2 separate regions of the Hordeum vulgare genome follow, and region 2 is linked to region 1. The links are chromatin contacts, called in public Hi-C maps. All regions are on one chromosome and are shown on one strand. Each heading gives the region's core, a stretch centred on a gene start, on an enhancer-like site or on the middle of the called end of the contact. The rest is flanking DNA. Distances are from core to core; before and after follow the strand shown. Region 1 holds the start of LOC123446135 (60S acidic ribosomal protein P2B-like). Region 2 has its middle 7.9 kb from the start of LOC123415338.

Region 1 (4,403 bases), core at 1,274-3,773:
AGCGATCTGTAAATTTATATATTATTTTTATGATATCAAAAACAAGATTGGCAGTAAATACCAGTAAAACTCTTTGAACAAAGTCCAACGCTTTTGGAAATTAGTTGATTACTTTTATTTTTATGAAAAATCCCAGTAAAATATTTTTTTTAAAACTTTAAGAATCAGGAAGATTTTTAAAATTGACGACAATTTCTTGAAATTGTGTACATTTTCTGGAACGCATGAACATTTTCTGAAATTTGGGGTCAATTCTGAAAATTTGGAACTTTTAAATTTTTGATGAACATTATTTGAGTTCACTTATTCTTCTCAAACACCGAACATTTTTTGAATTTTTTGTACATCTTTGAAAAATTGCAAACATTTTTTTAATATTGTGAGCATTATTCTTGAAATCGTGAAAATTGTTTTTAATACATGAGTATTCATTATTTCCCGATCATCTTGAAAATTATGAGCAATTTTTGAATTCACGAATAATTCAGCGATTTACAAGTTTTTTCTGAAATCCCAAATTATTTTAAAAAATGTAAAAACATGTAAAGTGAAAAAAGCAAAAAACGAAAAACCAAGGGGCTCCCTGCCCCGCACACGGGTTGGTCCACTAGGGTGCGTGTGGGGAAGCGGGGATGGTGCGCGCTCGGGTGGATTCCGCCGCGTATGGCACCATATACGAGGTCCCATAGCATTGTACAGCAAGAAAAAAAAGACGCGTGGAGTAGGACTGCCAACCTTGGACACGGGCGTGTACATCTCACACGCGGTGAGACGGTAGGTTCGGTCGACTCAAACGTACCTTAATTATTTTTCCCCAGTAGGTATCTTCTTTTTTTCCCAGTCCGAGGCTTGCGTCTTCCCTTTTTTATTATTTGTCCTTAAATTATATTTAAATTCTGAAAATGGTATTTTATATATATTCTGAAAATTGCTTTGTTAGTTTTTAAAAATGGTGACCCTGTATTACAAAAATCTTCATGGAATATATATGTTTTCTCATGATTTTATAGAAATGTTTCTACATTTTAGGAACTTTCAAGTCATTTAAAAATGCGTTCACATATTTTACAATATGTTCATGATACTTTAAAAAATATATCCATACAATGTTAGAAAATAATCCTTTCGTTTCTAATTATAAGTCTTTTAAAATATTTTACTATGAACTACATACTGATGTATATAGACATATTTTAAATTGTAAATTCATTTATTTTAATCCTTATATAATGTTTAGTAAAATATTAAAAAAAAAATTAAAAAACAGAGAGAATATTAGGGAAGGGCGAGTACCGCAGGACCTGATCTTTGATGTTCTTTGCGGTAAATAGGAGGGTGCAGCACAGAAAGCGTCTTGGGTGGCCTGGCCCATGGGGCGGGCAAACTGTCGTTAGTCGGAATCGAGTCATACCCTGCCTACCATTGCATATGGCGATATAGAGAACTAAATTACTATTGCTAACATTTTAAAATTTTAAAATTTGTTTGAAATACTAATGTTCTGAATGCGAACATTTTTTAAAAATATGCTCATTTTGAAAAACTGTGACATTTTTCATAATACATTTAAAAACACCAATTTTTGAACTTGTGAGCATTTTATAAAATATGAATATTTTATGAAAATATGAAACATTTTTGTAAATAAAAAAATCTGAAAATGTTTTTTTTGTCTTTTGGACATTTTTAAAGAACAGAAATACATTTTTATAATTATGAACATTTAAAAAAAGTAAAGGAACAAAAAAGAAACCAGACAGTGTCCTTCTAGAAGGTTCCCAAAGGCAAATCATGCGGTATGTGGATTTACCTAAAGTTCGACGCAATGAGTTTCACATAGGAGTTTCTTAAAGAAAAGAGTGTCAAATAGGGAATACCGGATACTGTTCGCAATAACTGATTTACTGGAGGATTCGCGACCGAAAATCCATAGCTGGACATGATTACGTCTTATCCCGGTTGAACAATAAAATGAAATAAAATAGCGAAAGAATTCAAAATATATAGTTATACATTAAAGATGAGCAAGTTTTCTATGGGCGTACAAAGTTTCATGGCAATGTGGCATAGGAGGAGCTGGGACAAAAATACACAACCAGTGCGCCAAAACAAAAAATCCTGAACCCTTTTTAAAACTCTTATTTTTGTCCATTGCCCCTATGAATGATGTCATATTGACATGGATTTTTTGATACACTTGCAAAACTTGTGGATCTTTCGTACCAAAAAATTCTTTATTTTTATATTTCTTTTGATTTTAATGTTCATCGCCAGGAGTAGATTTTTTTCAGAGATAACTGTACTTTCGTTGATTTTGTTTTTGAGCGAATAGAATTTTGATTTTACTGTTTATCACTACTAGGAGTCTAGGAGTATATGGACTGATTGGGTGCTGCGGTTCTGAGCCGTAAACTGCGATATTGTGGCCCGTGGGCTTGTGTTTGGACCTCGGGGGACTATCCCGGTCCATCCAGAGCCTTCCGAGAGGCCGAGTGGTCTCTGATTCGGCCCGCTTGGCCGTATATAAAAGCGAAATGGTTCGGCTCATTTGGCTAGAACCCTAGAACGCTCGACCCTCCGCCGCCGCCGACCCCACGCTTCTCCTGTGCAGCTCCGAGGTAGGCTTTGCCCCAATCTCATCCTCTTCGCAGTCAATTTTGCGGTAGCCAAGCGCCCTCCTGCAACGATCTTGTCACCTAGTGGAAACCTGTGTAGTTCTGCGAGTATCTACGTCTCTTTGGTAGGGGAATTATTTGTAGGATTTAGAGATATGTGTTCTTGATTGGTCGTCTTAGATATGTGCTGTATAGTTTTTTGCTTAATTCCTGCTCTGCTAGGTCTCTAGCTTGCCCTTTCGCATCAGATTTCAGGAATACCCCCATTAGACCTCGGATTTCCCCATTTACAAACACGCCCGGTCATTTGGATCTATTCGTGCGTGGATTATTGCGTATCATAAGATCGAAATTTGAATATCTCTAGTGAAGAAACCTCGGGCTTCCAAGTCTCGGATCTAAGATGCACCGTTGAGTCATGTTGATTAGTTTCCTTTCACGCATAAATGCATAATTGAAATTTTTATGTGCATAATCCCCTATACTTGAACCCTCCAATGTTTATCTATCTGAAATTTCTTAGTTAGGGATAATTGCTATTTGTTGATTTTATATCGAAGCCTCTTTCTGTTTTCAGGTAATTCGTAGTTTACACGATGAAGATGATCGCTGCCTACCTGCTCGCCTACCTGGGTGGGAACTCTTCCCCGACTGCCGGTGACATCAAGAACATCCTGGAATCAGGTAATTCTACTTTGTTGGGTGCAAGTTGTAGTTGTTCAGATGCTTTTACTTAGACAGTGCTTCCAGCTTTTCTTATGGTTTGGTATATTTGGCATGGTCTACTTTTGTTGCTGAACACAAATCCAATAATTTTTTCAGTGGGGTCCATTGAATTTTAATTCATTATAAGTTTAAATTGTACAATAACCTACTGCTAGTTGTGATTAAGTTTACATCTCAAAACATCTGGTACTTTGATAGAATGTGAGAGCAAAAAAGGCTTATTACCTGGGGAATTTTTATGAAAATATTTTATACCATCTGTGTATCATTTCACTAAATAATGACTTCTGTTCTCTTGTACAGTTGGGGCTGAGGCTGATGAAGAAAAACTTAAGTTCCTTCTTGCTGAACTCAAGGGTAAGGACATCACAGAAGTGATTGCAGCTGGAAGGGAGAAGTTTGCCGCTGTGCCTTCAGGTGGGGGTGCCATTGCTGTGGGAGCTCCAGCTGCTGCAGCTGGTGGTGCCGCAGCACCTGCTGCTGAGTCAAAGAAGGAGGAGAAGGTTGAAGAGAAGGAAGAATCTGATGACGTAAGTGTTTCTCTAGCTTGCAATGGTTTCCAGTTACTTTAGTGCTGCCCATATGTTATTCTAGCTCGATTTTGCTTATATGAAGCAACTCACAAACATAAACTCAATTCATTGTTTAAGTGTTATTGCAAGTAGCTATTTTAGAGTTTGGCATGCAATTGCCCTTACGAATGCAATTCTTTCACTGTCTAGTCACAGTATGTGCAGTTGTGTGTGAATTACTGTCACCTTGCTTACGATCTTTTATTCTTTCTGCAGGACATGGGTTTCAGTCTATTTGACTAAGCACTTCAGCTCCACCCTCTACGCTCTGTTTACCCTAGTATCTGTCGCGTGTGGCATGGTACAACAGCGTCTGCATAATCTAGAGACCTAAAGTTCGTGCTATTTTGCTTGGGACAATGTATATGTTTAGTACCTTCGTATGTGCGTGTGACTGCTTCTGCAGCTTTGAGAAGTTGATTGATAATTCGCTGGAGTTATGTTTCTTGCATCTATCTTTTTATGTTTCCGATTGATGGTATTTGCACAT
Region 2 (4,403 bases), core at 1,426-3,925, 110 kb before region 1:
GATACCAGGGGTTCCTAAGGTTACACAATGTCGGTTACGTGAGGGAGTAAACATGTCGATATGATCATCGTGACTTGGAGCATACACCAAGGCTTCGGAAGATTCTGTTCTAGACAAGGCGTCATTTTGCAGTTCGGCCCTCCAATGATAATCATAGGGCGTCCCATGAGTCTGGCCCGTGAAGATAGGTCAACGGCCCGAGGACCCCTTAGTCTCGGACTCCCTCACGCATGAACTCATATCGATACGCTATCACATACCGAGCCTTCTTCTTCATACTAATGGAAAAGTCTCATTTCAAACCTTGAATTTGTAGAGCTTAGCTAAATCGAACCCCCAGCTTCGAATCCCGCTCGTTGGAACCCTGAACTTATCAACTCTATTTTTTTGTATTTGTGCCCACTTGCACAACGAACTTAAGTTAGTTTCCATAATTCTTTTTTTCGTACTCATGCATAGTAACATTGTTTTCTTTCTCTTTTGATTTTCCGTTTTCATAATTTCTACTACCATTTTATATCCCTTTTTGTTTCTTTTTAATTTACAATTTTCCTAGATATTTTTTATTTACTTATTTATTTTTCTGTCCACCTTTATTTTTAATTTTTCCTTTTCACTATTTATTACCACATTGTTTTTTAAACATTACATATCTACTTTGGTGTATTTTTTTGAATATACATTGAGCATTTACAATACATGGTCCATTTATCTTAAATATATTTTGAACATTTTTGAACTTCGTAAACTTTTTTAGAATTCATGAATATCCTTCAAACTTGTTAAGGTTGTGTTTGGTTGCAAAGTATTTTTAAAGTATTCGAAGAATACTATAGTTTTTCAAAATACTATGGTTTTAAATACTTTGAGGTGTTTGGCTCTAGCTAAAATTGTAGTATTATAAACAACAAAATTTGCAAAACTGCAATATTTTTGCAGTATTAAAAGAAATATGTCGGGACCTCTTTTTAAAAAACTAAGAAACGCCACAAAAGCTTTGTCTTAGCGGTGGCCTATTACGACATTGTATACTTTGATTGCCAAACATGTCATTGTTTTCAGATTACTTAAAAAAAACTGTTGCTTTCATAAACTATAGTTTTCGTTGTTATTAGTATAAAAAAACTGTAGTATCAAAATACCGAGGTTTAATAAAACATTGCTTCCAAACAGAGCCTAAGGTTTTCAAAAACATCATGAAAACTAATTCAAATTTGCAAATATCTTTTGACTTCGTGAACATACTTTGAATTTGTCATGTTTGTTCAAGTTCGCAAATGATTTTCAAACTCGTGGACATTTTTCATATTCATGAACACTTTGTAAATTTGCGAACATTTTTTGAGTTTGTGGACATTTTTTCATATTTTGAGTTCATGATCTTTTGTCAAATTCATGAACAATTTTTAATATTCAAAAAAAAAGTTGGAATTCATGATATATTTTTTTTCAAATGCAAGAAACCTTTTCAAATTCGCGAACATTGTTTTAGTTTGCGACTAAACTCTTAAAGATTTTTCAAATTTCTGAATATTTTGTATTTTTGAATTTATTTCCAGACTTGTGAACATTTTTTGAGTTCATGGGCATTCAAACATATGAAGTTTTCGTACTTTATTATTATTTTAGATTTCGAACATTGAGCCTGTTTAGGACTGCTCTGCTTCACAAAATTCATCTGTGCTCCAGAAAAGAGAAGCCAAATGGAATAGCTCCACGATATGCTGCTCTGAAAAAAACTAGAATCTGGGGTAGAACTTTAAAGTTTTTATGAAGCTCCTCAAAGGGTGCTCTAAAAAAACTCTAAAAGCTGGAGTTGGGGGAAATTAGTCACCACTGCCACCAGTAAGTGGATACCCCTTCATTTCTTCCCCTTCAACCAATCAAATAGATTATTTCTATCAAATTTTTCTATTCTTGAAGCCGGAGCTAGATGGAAATTACCCACCGTTGCCACTGTTCATCGGTCAACCGCACGGATCGCATCGCACATGGTCCAGGGGCCCACGCTTCACCGTCGTCCGCCGTGGCGCCACCGATCTCATCTCGCACCAGCAGGGCAGATAGATGGATGGTCCAGGCCGCGCATGCGACGGGCTGAAACAACAGCGAGGCGCCACCTTCTTCCTAGTACATAGTACGGCACATCAGGCGATGAGGAATCGGACACGCCTACGCGTCCAAACACTGTTAAACGCACACCTTCAACGGCTCGAGCCAACACCGACCCTACGCGTCCGCGGTGCGCACGTACCGCACGAGCTCTGTCCGTTCTCATAATTGGCGTCGTACATGCCGTCCGGCGGGGTTCAGATGACCCTGAGAAACCGTATGCCTTCCCTGTGGAACTACAGTGGTTCGTGTCCACGGCCGGGGGCCACGCGCACGGCACGTTCGGGGCTCGGCCGACCGCGCGCGTGCGCCCATGGCCGCCGTCGTCGTCGTCGATCGTCGTCGCGGGAGACCATCTTTGTAGGGCACAAAGTTGCTGCGCCTTGACCAGTTCCGGCGGTTTTAGAAAACCACATGCATAGTAGTATATCGCACGGTTCGCGACGCAGGCCCTGCACTGGACGTCGTTCATGAACAGCGAGCTGCACCAAGGAATACGGGTGGAGACACTGGACCCGTCCAGCAGCCAGCGGATATGGATGGAGTGGCCAGCGCACCACGCGGGCGATTCCTGGGGGGTGGATCGGTCGATCGGCGCGGTCGTGTCAGGACAGCAACGTCCGATAGCGGGACGATGTGGATCGTGTCGCGGGTGGATCGAGTGATCGCGCCCGCCGGCAAGCGGATTGCTACCTAGATCTCCATCACGATCGAGTGGGGGGACGCATTTAATTTGGTTTTCGTCCCTTCCGTCCTGTACGCTGTGAGCGATCGTCTCTTTTGTCCACTTATTCTCTCCTGGGAGAGGGAAATGTGATGCCTCTTGCGCCCGACGCGGACACGGGCCTTTCCTTTTTCTGCCCAGATCCTCTGCTATGCGTGTGACTTGTGTCATGCTCACGCTCACGCTCACGGGTCGGAATTGACGGTGCCGGCTTCCACGGGGAATATGTGGCAAACGAATCCAATACGCACCGCGTCAGATGGTCTCAGTTAACATAGATTCTTCCTTCACAATACGTAAAACATGCGTTTATTTTCGTAGATAGAAGAATGGAATAACGAGAACGGATTTACTCCCTCCGTTCCTAAATATAAGTTTTTTTAGAGATTTCATTAATAAACTACATACGAATGTATATAGACATACTTTAGAGTATATATTCACTTATTTTGCTTCGTATGTAGACTCCTAGTGAATGAAATATCTTAAAAGACTTATATTTAAGAACGGAGGGAGTAGATTACATCACACGACCCGTAGAGACGTGAGGGTAATGCTCCGAGTAGACAAAAGAGGGTTGTTTAACACTATAACCAAGGGTCTATCTCTCAGGGATGATATGGCCTAGCCTAGCATTGCGCATTTTTTTTCTAGATAGCTTACACCTAATGAACGATGAAGGTCGAGCAGCATCAAAGTTATAGTTGTTGCGATGTTTTTAAATCTTCAATGCCGTCAGGATGATGACCGAGGAAAGGCCACATCGAAAGGGTCTTCAAGTGTTGAAGCAGGAGGATGCCCACCAGAAACCAAAGTGGTCGTTGAGCAAGGTATGGTGGCCATGGAGCGACACCAGGCCAGACCTCTTTACTTGTTAGACTTTTTTATTTTTGTCACTCCAGTCTTCCTTAATAAAATAAGTCAAATTGTTGCATCTTTCACATAAAAGGAGTCGACTTTCGCTGAGAAAATGAGATTCGAGTCACTACTCTGAACTTTATATGTTAGGAACACCGCTATGCACATAAAAACATAAGTGGATGGTTAGGTTTTAACCGAAATTTGGTTGGTGGTCAAACTAATCTAATCTATACGAGGAAATGAAGAAGGGTAGGTTGACCCACATAGGCATCCCGAATAGAAAAGACATGGCTTTCCTCACTATATATGCTCACCTTTCAACATTTGAGATCAAAGAAATGCGGGTATCTTTTGACACAAAAAAGCACCCCATCAATGGTTCTTCTCACAAAACTAAAACGATTACTTGGGTTGTCGTGGGTGCTAAGAACTTGGGAACAATCATTGCCACGAGAGTAGATTTTTTTCGTTTTCGTGAGATGTTGTAACACACGCTAAAGCTATGTTCTCTCTTTAAATAATTAATGAGGCAAAGTTGTTGCCTCCTTTCAAGAACATGAATGAAGATGAATCCCGTTACATATTCGATTTTAGATTTTTAGGCTTAAAAACCAGACGCCTTGAGGTAAGGTGGATGCAGATCCAATGCATGGCAATTACTTGCTACAACATGTCAAATTTAAGGGAGTGAAAGGTATGTGTAGTT

Evidence for each region. A called contact is a pair of places that touch in the nucleus more often than the background predicts.
Region 2: a contact with region 1 is called in a Hi-C map of seedling, with 5 times the contacts expected there. The contact joins the enhancer-like site here to the promoter of LOC123446135 in region 1. A contact is called at or near these places in 4 of 6 Hi-C or Micro-C datasets (leaf and seedling) and 1 of 1 datasets of contacts at active chromatin or transcription factors (embryo).

What each region holds. Positions count from the first base shown.
Region 1 is chr1H:468,619,241-468,623,643 of MorexV3_pseudomolecules_assembly, reverse strand. It overlaps LOC123446135 (60S acidic ribosomal protein P2B-like), which reads left to right and starts at 2,523. Exons shown (of 4, transcript XM_045122835.1): 1 at 2,523-2,618; 2 at 3,193-3,299; 3 at 3,645-3,871; 4 at 4,130-4,349. The coding sequence starts at 3,212. The coding sequence ends at 4,156.
Region 2 is chr1H:468,732,858-468,737,260 of MorexV3_pseudomolecules_assembly, reverse strand. No RefSeq gene overlaps it. Among protein-coding and RNA genes, the nearest start is that of LOC123415338, 7.9 kb to the right of the region's middle. Within about 2 kb of position 2,675, at least 3 of the 3 cell types and tissues checked have open chromatin away from gene starts, as enhancers often do. A contact at or near this core is called in leaf and seedling, where this site is marked.